Regions from separate parts of the Sus scrofa genome. Here region 1 is linked to region 2. Evidence: chromatin contacts called from public HiChIP or PLAC-seq data. All regions are on one chromosome and are shown on one strand. The core of a region is the stretch at or near the end of the contact, and the rest is flanking DNA. Distances in the headings are between cores, read along the strand shown. Region 1 holds the start of TDG (G/T mismatch-specific thymine DNA glycosylase). Region 2 holds the start of ALDH1L2 (mitochondrial 10-formyltetrahydrofolate dehydrogenase).

The links. HiChIP or PLAC-seq counts read pairs in DNA pulled down with a chosen protein or histone mark.
Region 1: an H3K27ac HiChIP or PLAC-seq map of skeletal muscle shows a contact between it and region 2, with 4 times the contacts expected there. The contact joins the promoter of TDG here to the promoter of ALDH1L2 in region 2. A contact is called at or near these places in 2 of 2 datasets of contacts at active chromatin or transcription factors (alveolar macrophages and skeletal muscle).

What each region holds. Positions count from the first base shown.
Region 1 is chr5:80,489,850-80,495,852 of Sscrofa11.1, forward strand. It overlaps TDG (G/T mismatch-specific thymine DNA glycosylase), which reads right to left and starts at 2,446. Exons shown (of 10, transcript XM_021092634.1): 1 at 2,233-2,446. The coding sequence starts at 2,255.
Region 2 is chr5:79,488,302-79,494,366 of Sscrofa11.1, forward strand. ALDH1L2 (mitochondrial 10-formyltetrahydrofolate dehydrogenase) reads left to right here and starts at 4,371. Exons shown (of 24, transcript XM_001926587.6): 1 at 4,371-4,563. The coding sequence starts at 4,516.

The DNA.
Region 1 (6,003 bases), core at 1,196-3,695, 1.0 Mb after region 2:
TCCACTTTTGGGGAAAAAAACAGACCCATGTATTTACTTTCCGGCTGTAGGCCTCTCTCCTACTGACTGCAAGTTTTGAACAAATGTTGTAATTTGGCCTCTCACTTGGCTCACCTGGGCCAGAAAACATGATTTCTGTTACAGGAGCTAAAAGTTCTGCTCAGTGTCCTCACTCATCTTGGGCTTTAAATTTCTCTTACAGACATTCGGCCATTTTCCATCTACAATCATTTTTATTAAGATGAATGAAAAGTAAAAATCAGAACTAATAAGCACTTTTTTTTTTTAGGGCCACACCGCATTCGGAAGTTCCCAGGCTAGGGTGTCAAATCGGAGCTGTAGCTGCTTGCCACAGCCACAGCCACGCCAGATCTGAGCTGGGTCTGTGACCTACACCACAGCCACCACAGCGCACGGCAATGCCAGATCCTTTATCTACAGGGGTCAAACCCAAATTCTCATGGATACCAGTTGGACTGTTTCCACAGCACCACAAGGGTAACTCCCTCCAGTCATTTTAAATTTGGCATCACTTTCCATCTTTGGTAAATGTCCTTTTCACACGCTTGAGCTCATTAGACACACACCGGTCGTCTTCTTCCTTTTTCCCTCCCTGGTTAGACTCTAAGTACTTGTTTAGACACTTCAACTATCTTCTCTTTTCCAAAAAAAGTTTATATCCATGAAATGTTTTTCTTTGAATTTGCTGAAATTAAGCTTCTAAAATCAAGTCACTCTGCGCAACATTCCATGCCACTCCTTGATTAGCACAAAGCCAAGGATGACAGAGAACCACTTCCTCAGGATTACCTGGGGTCTGAGTCATTTCAGAATCCCCAAGGATAAACTCCTTAGAGTATTAAGACAGAATTCTCCATATTTTTCAAGGTGAAAGCTTTTCATGTCAAAAAAACAAAAAAAAAGGTCTATAATCCAATGGATTACGATAAAATATAAGTAAGACACTTTTGAGCTAAACATTGTACCAGAGAGAACTATCACCTTACTTTAAGATGCAGAGTAAGGTTTTACAATGAGAACAATCCCCCACCCCACATTCCAGAACCTGCAGGATGGCCGACTAGTCGCCATCATTTTACATAAAGGACTTGAGCATCCACAGATTTTAGTATTCATGAGAATCCAAGAACAAATGTACTTTGGATACCAAGGGATGATGGTAATTTATATGATGGTTGGCTTTACTCCAGTTTTAATTCTTAAGATCATAAAGCTGAGACTGATTTCCACAAGTTCTGGTGAATTTTTTTATTTCTAAAGTTCTTCAGGGAAAGCAGTGGAGTTATTTCGGAATTTGACCCATGTATCTCCTTCCTTAAACTCTAAGACCATCTGTGTTGGTTACTAACGCCCCTTCCACGTAACACCCATTTACAGCGTGTCCGAACTGGATTCTACACACGTCCTAATGACAGACATGCACAGGCTCAGAGAAGTTTAGCGTCTTGCCCAAGTTCAGGGCCCACTAGTCAGAGTATCAGGATAATACTTCATTGGGTCTAATTCCAAGGTAAACCATTTGCTTTCTTTTTAAACACTGTTACCCTATTTAGTTTTTTTCATTTGGCTTCCGTCGGTTCAAATTTCGAAATCTCTGCTTTGCAAAACTCTCCACCTAACATTCCCCAAAGGACATGTTACAAGTAAATTCTTAAGATCGCCCCCAAGACCACTAGAAAACAGACAGTATTAGACGACTTCTGGGGAGGATTCTTCCCAATCCCAGAATTCAAGAGCTGCCGTATGGCGATGTTATCTACCTTGTGTCCCTGACCCAAAACTCTGAAGAAGCCACCGTAAACCCACAATTCTAAAATGACAACTCCTCGAGTGATACGTGAAATCTTTACTGCTTTGTACGACAACAGAGGGTGAAGGGAAATGCAGCCAAAAAAGTAACCGGAAAGAAATAACTAGAGACTGCTTCTTGCTTATTACCACATTTTAAAGCCGACACGATACACAGTAGGCTTTAGGACGGGCCCGGATGCCGGTCAAGCCGCGACAGCCTTCCGGACTAGGAGTGGCCGGAGCAGGCCGGCAGTGCGCACGCGCGGCCCTGGCCTTTGTACTCCAGCCGCGGCCTTAAAGACCCCCTGCGTGCCTGCGTGCGTGCGTGAGTGCGTGCGTGCGTGCGTGCATGCGCCCGCCCGCGGCCAGACCATCGCGAGGGGCGCCGGGGGGAGGGGCGACGCTCCGCCCCGGCCTTACCTGCTCGCGTTCTCTGCTTCCATTCCCTGCTGCAGCTGGCGCACGCGGGTACTCCGGCCAGGCAAGTGAGCGCGTGGCCTCTGAGGTACCACGGCGCACGTACAGCGGTCCAATAACCAGTCTCTTGGACTCGATGGCCGGCAGAACGGGACAGCTCCTAGAGCTCAAGCTCCTCCCCCAAGCTTCCAGTTCCCCCTCCCCCCCAACCCAGACCCACCCTCCGCGCAGGGCTTCCGTCAGCTCTAAGCCAAATCCCACGCCCTGCGCCTATCACGTGATCCAGGGCAGCCCAATCATATTTGCTCCCCTCTCGTTGGTTTTACTCGCCACTTGGCCTTTCGGGAAGGGTGGAGGATGAAAAGTCTGGGAGGGAGTGCTTACGTAGGCTTTGTCCTCCATGACGTTTAGTGTGGGTGGGTGGTGGTGCGCACGAGATGGCACTGTCATCTGTGTGGGCGCTAGGTAGGTGGGGCGATTATCCTTATCAGAATTAGCCAGGCCTTTACAAAAACGTTTTATTCGGATTAAAAACAGCGACTTGCATTATTAGGTGATTACTGTGCTATATGGGAAAACCGAAACTTTGGAATCAGAATTCCTGGGAGTCCTGGAGTTCCCGTCGTGGCGCAGTGGTTAACGAATCCGACTAGGAACCATAAGGTTGCAGGTTCGATCCCTGGCTTGCTCAGTGGGTTAACGATCCGGCGTTGCCGTGAGCTGTGATGTAGGTTGCAGACGCGGCTCGGATCCCGCGTTGCTGTGGCTCTGGTGTAGGCCGGTGGCTACGGCTCCGATTCAGCCCCTAGCCTGGGAACCTCCATATGCCGCGGGAGCGGCCCAAGAAATAGCAACAACAACAAAAAAGACAAAAGACAAAAAAAAAAAAAAACAAAGAAAGAAATATAAAATGTAATGCATTGGAGTTCCCGTTGTGGCTCAGTGGTTAACGAATCCGACTAAGAACCATAAGGTTGCAGGTTCGATCCCTGGCTTGCTCAGTGGGTTAACGATCCGGCGTTGCCGTGAGCTGTGGTGTAGGTTGCAGACGTGTTTCGGTTCCCGCGTTGCTGTGGCTCTGGCGTAGGCCGGCGGCTACAGCTCCGATTCGACCCCTAGCCTGGGAATCGCCATATGCCATGGGAGCGGCCTAAGAAATGGCAAAAACAACAACAACAACAAAAAGTAATGCATTACATAAACCGTCCTCTGCTTTACTTTGGATACGTAAAAATATAAGTTTGAAGTCTATGATGGTAGGTGGTATTCAAGCATCACCTCCTTACAACCCGGATAAACCCCTCTGTTTTATTTACCCATGGCTGTTGCAGCTCGTTTTTCTCAGGTTGTCACTGGCCTTTGTACAAGGACTCCATTAAATAACTCGATGGAAATAGGCTTGTCTGTTCTAGTTTGCATGATGGGATACTTACTGTATTAGTTAGCTTTCCATGGTTTATGCTGTGGTGCCATATAAGTCCATGATCTCTGGTTTACAGCAACTAGAGTTTGTTTCTCCCTCGGTAATAATGCGGTCTGGAAAAGGGTTGAGGCTCTGTGTTGCTTATGCCTTCATTCTAGGATCCAGGAAACGGCTTTCATGAGCAAATACAAAAATATTAATTTGTATTATGAGTTGCTTAAGTGAAAGTTCTAACATTTTTAAACTTTTCAGAACTGTTAGAAATACTCTGTTCATTAGTAGGTATCACTCAGAACCTGATTCATTGTAGATATTCAGTGAATTTTTGTTGAGTGAACGAATTAACAATAGCCCATTCTTTTTGGTTTTGCTAACTGCTCAGGAGCACAGTCTAGAAAAGTTTTATTTTTTTATTTTATTTTATTTTTTTGTGTGATTTTTATCTAACTTTATTTTTTTAAGGATTTTTTTTAACAATTTATTTTTTTCCCACTGTACAGCAAAGGGATCAAGTTATCCTTACATGTATACATTTTTCCCCCACCCTTTGTTCTGTTGCAACATGAGTATCTAGACATAGTTCTCAATGCTACTCAGCAGGATCTCCTTGTAAATCTATTCTAAGTTGTAGAAAAGTTTTAAAGAAACTTCTCCGTCAGCCATACAATGAGACACCAACATCAAATGCTTTCACTGACATGTGGAATCTGAAAAAAGGACAGATTGAACTTCTTTGCAGAACAGATGCTGACTCACAGACATTGAAAAACTTAAGGTCTCCAAAGGAGACAGTTTGGGGGGTGGGGGATGTGCTTGGGTTATGGGATGGAAATCCTGTGAAATTGGATTGTTACGATCATTATACAACTGCAGATGTGATAAATTCATTTGGGTAATAAAAATTTTTTTAAATTATTTAACCGTTGTCAAAAGTATTAAATATCAGAAATTTGTTTTTCATGTATTTTGGGTCATGAATAAAACCTAAAATAAAATTAACTAAATGATCTAACTAAAAAAAAAAAAAAAGAAAGAAACATCTCCAAGGTAGTACTGGATGTATTTTTTTTCTCAGTTTGTATAACAAACCTCTTTTTTAAATTTTGTATTGAAATGTAGTTGATTTACAATGTTGTGCCCTGTATGTATTTTTAAATGATTGAATTAGGTGAGACTATTGTGGAAATTAAGTAGAAGTGAAGGTTACTGGTGGCAAGCTCAAGAAGTAGGAGGCTAGATCCTTGAACAGGAAATCACCTCTGATGCTGGCAAGCATGACCAGCTTCATAGGTGTTTGATCTGTGCAGTTGAATAGGGCCCTACTGAAGCGTTCCTGCTGTGGCACAATGGGATCAGAGGCATCTCTGCAGCACCAGGGAGCAGGTATGATCCCTGGCCCAGCACAGTGGGTCAGAGGATCCAGCGTTGCTGCCTCTGCAGGGTAGGTTACAACTGTGGCTCAGGTCTGATCCCTAGCCTGGGAACTCCATATGCCATGGGGAGGCCAAAAAAGAAAAAGAAAATAATAATAATAATAATAAGGCCCTACCCTTATAAGGGCCATGTAATTGGTTTAATATTTTGTGGCTACCATCCTGAAATTCTTGAGTAATTATTTAACAGGGGGTTAGCTTTTTTTTTTTTTTTTTTTTTTTTTTGGTCTTTTTAGGGCAGCACCAGTGGAAGTTCCCAGGCTAGGGGGGGTCGAATTGGAGCTATAGCCACTGGTCTACACCACAGCCACAGCAACCCTAGATCCGAGCTGCATCTGCAACCTACACCACAGCTCACGGCAACACCAGATCCTAAACCCACTGAGCAAGGCCAGGGATCAAACCCACATCCTCATGGCCACTAGTTGGGTTTGTTACTGCTGAGCAATGGGAACTCCTGAACTTTTACTTTATACTGGAGTGTACAAATTTTGTAGTTGGTCCTGTAGACGTATAGAGGAAGACTAAATAATGAGCCAATGTCCCTAACGAATATGGGGGGCCTTGGAGACCAGTAGCTCATAGCAGCAAGGAGAATGGGTACTAAAGACAGCAGTTATATTAGTAACAATGGTGATAATAATAATGGTAATACAGCAGTTTACATTTACTGACTATGTACCATATCAGCTCTAAGTGCTTTGTATATATTAAATCATTTAATTCTCAAGAGAACCATATGAGCTGATGTTACAACTCAAGTCTGAAGGCTGTGAGGCTGGAGAATCAGGAAAAGCCAATGCTCCAAGTTCAAATCTGAAGGCCATTTGCTTGAGAATTCCTTCTTGTTCACAGAGCTCTTTTGTTCTCTTCAGGCCATCAGCTGATTGGATGAGGCCCACCCACATTATGGAGGAC
Region 2 (6,065 bases), core at 3,121-5,620:
AACTAAGCTACAGGGGTATAGTGTACAACACAGGGAATATGGCCAATATTTTATAAAAACTGTAAATGGAACATGACCTTTAAAAATGGTGAATCACTGTGGTGTGCACCTGAAACATATAATATTGTACATCAGCGATACCTCAACAAAAAAGTTATTTGAGCTTCATTTTTGTTTCATCCATGCTGTAATTGCCAAAAATTTTTAAGTGGTCTTTTTGCAACTATTTCCTCAAAAAATCTATTCCAAAACTTTCATCTCTGATGAGAATAACTTGCTTTCCACATTGCTTCTTCAGCTTTCTCTAGGCCCTTTTTCCTCCTGTTTCCTTTATCTCAGCAAAGATGTCTCAGGAATGTCTGCAGACACAGTGCTCCCTTGTTCATCTGACACTGAAAAAGGAAAGAACATGCCTTCTCTTCTAGTGACTTCCCCTATCAATTTCCAAAGAAGTGGCCACTACACCAATTATCTTTATCTATTTAAAAAGAAGGTGCCTTTGGTAGCTGGATGCTTTTAATTAGGCCAAGTTCTTGAATCATCTGTTTTAAATATTCTGTGTCATTGCTAATATTTTGCCTGCTTCTACCAGTTCTTAAGTATGTTAAAATCTTCAAGTATGGTTGCAGGTTTGTCTGCTTTTCCTTGAAGTTCTGTAATTTTTGCTTTATTAAATTTGAGGCTGTGTTATTAAGCGTATTCCAGTTTAGAATCTTTATGTCTTCCTGTCAGATTAACATTTTCTTTTGGTTAGTGTTTGGGTTTTTTGTATTTTTATTTATTTATTTATTTATTGTCTTTTTTTGCCATTTCTTGGGCCGCTCCTGCGGCTTATGGAGGTTCCCAGGCTAGGGGTCAAATCAGAGCTGTAGCTGCTGGTCTACACCACAGCCAGAGCAATGTGGGATCTGAGCTGCGTCTGCAACTTACACCACAGCTCACGGCAACACCAGATCCTTAACCCACTGAGCAAGGCCAGGGATCGAACCCACACCCTCATGGTTCCTAGTCGGATTCGTTAACCACTGAGCCATGATGGGAACTCCGGGGTTTTTGTATTTTTAAAGAAATCATCCTTTCTTAATCTTTATATTTTATGAATCTCTCTCATCAGAGTTTTGTTTTTTAAGCAACCTGATCATCTATGTCTTTTTTTTTTTTTTTTTTTTCCCTTCCCATTTTTGGCCTGCCTGGCATATATATGGAGTTCCCGGGCCAGGAATCAGATTGGAGCCAGATCAGTTGCAGTTGCAACCTAAGCCACAGCTGTGGCAATGCTGGATTCCTAACCCACAGTGCCAGGGATCGAACCCAAGTCCCAGCACTCCCAAGATGCCACCAATCCCGTCGTGCCACATCCAGAGATCCTATGTCGTTGTTTGTTTGTTTGTTTGGCCTTGCCTGCAGCACATGGAAGTTCCTGGGCCAGGGATCAAACCCTGAAACAGCAGTCACTTGGGCCATGGCAGTGACCTCACTAGATCCTTAACCACTAGGCTACCACGGAACTCCCTCTGTGTCTTTTAATTAAAGCATTTAGTCTGTTTTCATTTACTGCAGTTACTGGCTTAAGTCTAATGTCTTACTAATTTTTGTCTAGTTTTTCCACCTCTTCTGTGTTCCTCTTTCTCTCCTTTCTTGCCTTCTTTTGGATTGATTTTTTAAAATCATTTTATTATCTTGATAGTTTTATATTCTATTAATTTGGTAGTTATACATTGTATTACCATTCTTTCTGTGGTTTGCTAGAGATATTAATATGCATCCTTAACTTATTAAAGTCTAATGTTTAAATTAGTACTTTTATTTTGCTGCAACCTTAGGCAGTGCTGCAACCTTAGAAGCCTTTGACTTCAGCTTTCCTCCCTGAAAATCATATGCCGTTGTCATGTATTTTAATTATATATTTTTTTGAACTCCAAAAAACACTAAAAAATTTTTTTTGTCTTTTTTAGGGCCGCACCTGCAGCATATGGAAGTTCCCAGGCTTAGGAGTCTAATTGGAGCTACAGCTGCTGGCCTACACCACAGCTTGAAGCAATGCCAGATCCTTAACCACTGAGTGTGACCAGGGATTGAACCCACATCCTCATGGATGCTAGTCAGGTTCATGTCCACTGAGCCACAATGGGAACTCCCATAAAACATTATTAGAACTGTTTTAGACAATATTCACTTAAATTTGCCTGCATATTTACCCTCTTCTGTTGCTCTTCATCAGAATTTTCATCTCTGAGCTTCTATCTAGGATTATTTTCTTTCAGCCTAAAGAATATTTCATTCCTCCCAGACCTACACATTTATCCAACAATTTTTATTATTGTTTGTATATTTTAATATATAAATGTATACCTTGTGGATATATATATCTACAAAATTTTATTATTATTACTGTTCAAATGGTTAGTGTTTACTTAAATTCACTCACATATTTGCCTTTTTTGTTGGTCTTTATTCCTTCCTGCATTTCCAGCTTGCAAGTAGGTAATTTTCCTCCTGCTTGAAGGATACTTTAATATTCTCTTTATTGTATGTCTGCTGATGACAAATTCTCTTAAGTTTTTGTTTCTAAAGTTGACTTCATTTTATCTCCATTTTTGTTTTGTCTATACCCATGGCATGTGGAAGTTCCTGGGCCAGGGATTGAACTCATGCTGCAGTTTTGAACTGCACCACAGGTGCAGCAACATCAGATCCTTAACCCACTGCACCACAGGAGAACTTCCTCATTTTCATTTTTGCTGGGAATAGAAGTTTAGACGGGCGGGGATTTTTTTGTTCGTCAAACTCTCTAATTGCATCTGGCCTAACCTCTGATTATCAAGAGAACTACATTTTTGGTTCTTAAAGAAGAAAATCTTCCGACATCAAGGACATCTTGTTAGATCTGGATGAATATAAACTTATTTTCTAAAGTTGAGTTGGAGTATATAATAACGTCACTCAGGAAAAACCGCACTCCTTGCCCACCCTCCCCAGTTTAGAACAAATAAAATGAATACAAATATTTGGAAGTTTAGTAGAAGCAAGAAGTCACAAAATGCAGTCAGGGAGATGGGTTGAATTGTCAAGGAGCAGTTCCCAAGACAAAACCTTGGATGTTTGCAGCAATCCTCCAGGCTTTAAGAATGGTGTTTTTTCTTTCCTTCTTACCTTCTTAAATACATTCATTCATTTGTTCTCTCTCACTCTCTCTGTCTTTTTTCTTTTTATGGCCATACCTGTGGCATACAGAAATTCCCTGGCTAGGGATTGAGTTGGGGCTGCAGCTGCTGGCCCACACCACACCCGCAGCAACACCAGATTCAAGTCACATCTTCGACCTACTCTGCAGCTCGTAGGCAACGTTGGATCTTTAACCCATTGAGCGAGGCCAGGAATTGAACCTGAATCCTCACGGACACTATGTCAGGTTCTTAACCCACTGAGCCACAATGGCAACTCCTGTTTTCTCTTTCAACAAGTATGTTCTAAGCTTTTCTCAGTGGTAGATACTGTACATCCTGATAAATAAGGCATGGACTCACCTGCTATGAGCTTCCTGTAGAGAAGATGACAGAAACATAATTACCAGGAACAGATTCAGGGATGATAAGAAATGCATAGACAAAAATCCTCCTCAGTTCAGAGGAATGAAAACTCACCCTGTGAAAGAAAATGCCATGGAGGTGATGAGGAAAGCATCACAAAAAGTGCCTACAGGAGGCAGCATTTGAGCTATAACTTTAAGAAAAGAGGAATTTGGTCATGCCTAGATGGTAAGCTTTCCTGGGAAGCATAAACCAGGAAGGAAGAGGTAAGTACTACGGTTTGGCTTTATTACACGTGCAAAAGAGCAGCAATAAATCAGAGGAAATACCAAACTTCAAAAGACCTTGAAGGCCAGGCTAAGGAGTTCTGTTTGGGACAAGTGCTCAACTAAAGCATATCTTGAGCGTTCCTTTAGAGAGGTGAAGGGAAAGGACGTCTATCTTCTATCTACCTGTCCATCATCTGTCAGGACCGGCTCTGTGCCAGGCTCTCTGCCTGGAGCTTTGTACGCCGTCTCTCGTTTATCAGACAGGGAGATAGGAATCAGGACCCTCACGTGGTGAAGGTGTCCTCACCCGTTATCTTTCGCATCTCCACGCACGTGCCTGTTGTCCTCTCAAATCTGTGTAAGGACATGGCTTAGGGTGTCAGGCTGGCCTTTAAGGCAGATCCTTTTGTACCTAAGAGGGTGTGAGTAACAGGTAGAAGACTCCGCAGCGAGTGAGTCTGGAACCTAGGCAGCCGCCGGGAGCTCAGCACCGCACGAGCTCGGCTGCGGGCGGCTGGAGCACGCCCCGCCCAGTCGCACGGGATTGGCCGCGTTAGCCCGGCCAGCTGGAGGAGGCGGGGTCCTGGGACTGGCCGAGGCCTTTAGCTGCCAGCGCCTCCGCCCCGGCCTCGGAGGCTGTAGGCCGCTCCCAGGCTAAGGCGCCCCCGTCTGCGTCCTGCACCCCTGCGCCCCCAGCGCGAGCGGTCCTTTGCAGCATGCTGTGGCGGAGCAGCCAAACGCTCCGGCGCTTCTCTACTGGCCGGGTGAGTCCCGCCGGGGCGAGCGTCCTGACTCTTACAGGGGACTGGTTTCCAGACCCCGGGCTGGCGGGTGGGCCGGGCGGCGGGACTAAGGGTGAGCAGCAACGTTTTGACTTTGCTAAAAACCAAGACAACGTTTTTTAAATTGGGAGACTGAAGAGACGGGTCCGAGGAGGTTCTAGGATGGGTCTTGTCAAACGAGCCATTGTCTCCTACGGGGAAGGGGCTGAGGATGTAGTTTTTGAACATCTAAGGTCTGGCTGGGATTGACAGGGTGGAAACAGTCACTTGGCAAGGGGGACCGAGTCGGCTTCCTTTCTGCTTTCATTTCAATCCTGAGAGCCTTGCCTAGTTAAGAAATGGAGCCAAGATTCTGGACCAGGGTCATCCCCTGGAGAAGAGTAGAATCAACTCAGCGGAGTTCTTCCAGGCCTGAGAGGTGTGAGCGCCCCGAACTGGTACGCAGGGCCCATTCAGATAATGGCATTCCGAGCTGGTGGCTGCAATCTCTTCATTCCTGAGCTGCATGCAGCAAGATTTCTAGCATTACCAGGCGCTGCAGAAGCAGCCACCCTGGAACACTAGTAAACTATGGTGCAAGAACTGAGCCCTGGCATAGCCCCGAGCTTTGGAATTGCATCAGCTTCTCCAGAACTGGAATATGAGAGGACACGTTGCTTGCAGCACCGCTGCCTTCAGCACTTCAGGGCAGCCTCAGGAGAGGTGCCTCGCTGCATGAAGGCAGACTCAAGCTGTTTAGGGAAGAAAGAAATCCGTCCCATTGTACATTATCTCTTTTCAGGAAGTGCACATTTGCTGTATTATAAAAGAATTTGCTTTTGACTGTCTCTCTCTGCCAAAGTCATATGCACATGTGTACATATCCAGATGTTAAAAACTTGGAAGCAGAAGTCTTGAGTAGCATCAAGAACTGGCCCAAAATTGCATAAATGGAAAAGCTTTTGTCTTCCAGACAGCCCCAAATAATGAGAATTCATTTTATCCCAGTCACTTCTAGTTAATCTGGAAGTTACTTCTAGTTAAACTGGAGGTATTCATCATTCTTTTTTTAAATAAGGAAAAAGAGACCTACTCTGATGGAGATTTTGTTTGCTCTCCTTTGCCGTGGTCTGGACTCCTTCTTGGCTTTCTCCTGCCACGTGGCATAAGGGAATCTGGGTTGGAAAGTGAGGGGCTTGTGCTTGCCTGTTTTATTAGCTTTCTCTGTCAGGACTGTTCATTTAATTGCCTTTTTTGGAGAGCAGAATGGATTCTTCAAGGATAAAAAGATGTCAATAGTGGGGTTTACATAAGATTTCAGTAATAAAAGGTGAACATCCCAGGTGGCAAATGGCACACACAAAAACACCCATTTGGGGAAGTACTAGGCATGGTCAGTGGTCAGGGGCCTGAGTCTGTCTCCAGGAAAACACGTGGAAGAGCTGTGACATATGGCTGGGAAGAAGGCAGGTTCTTAAATGGCCAAAAGGAAAAACATGGAGTAA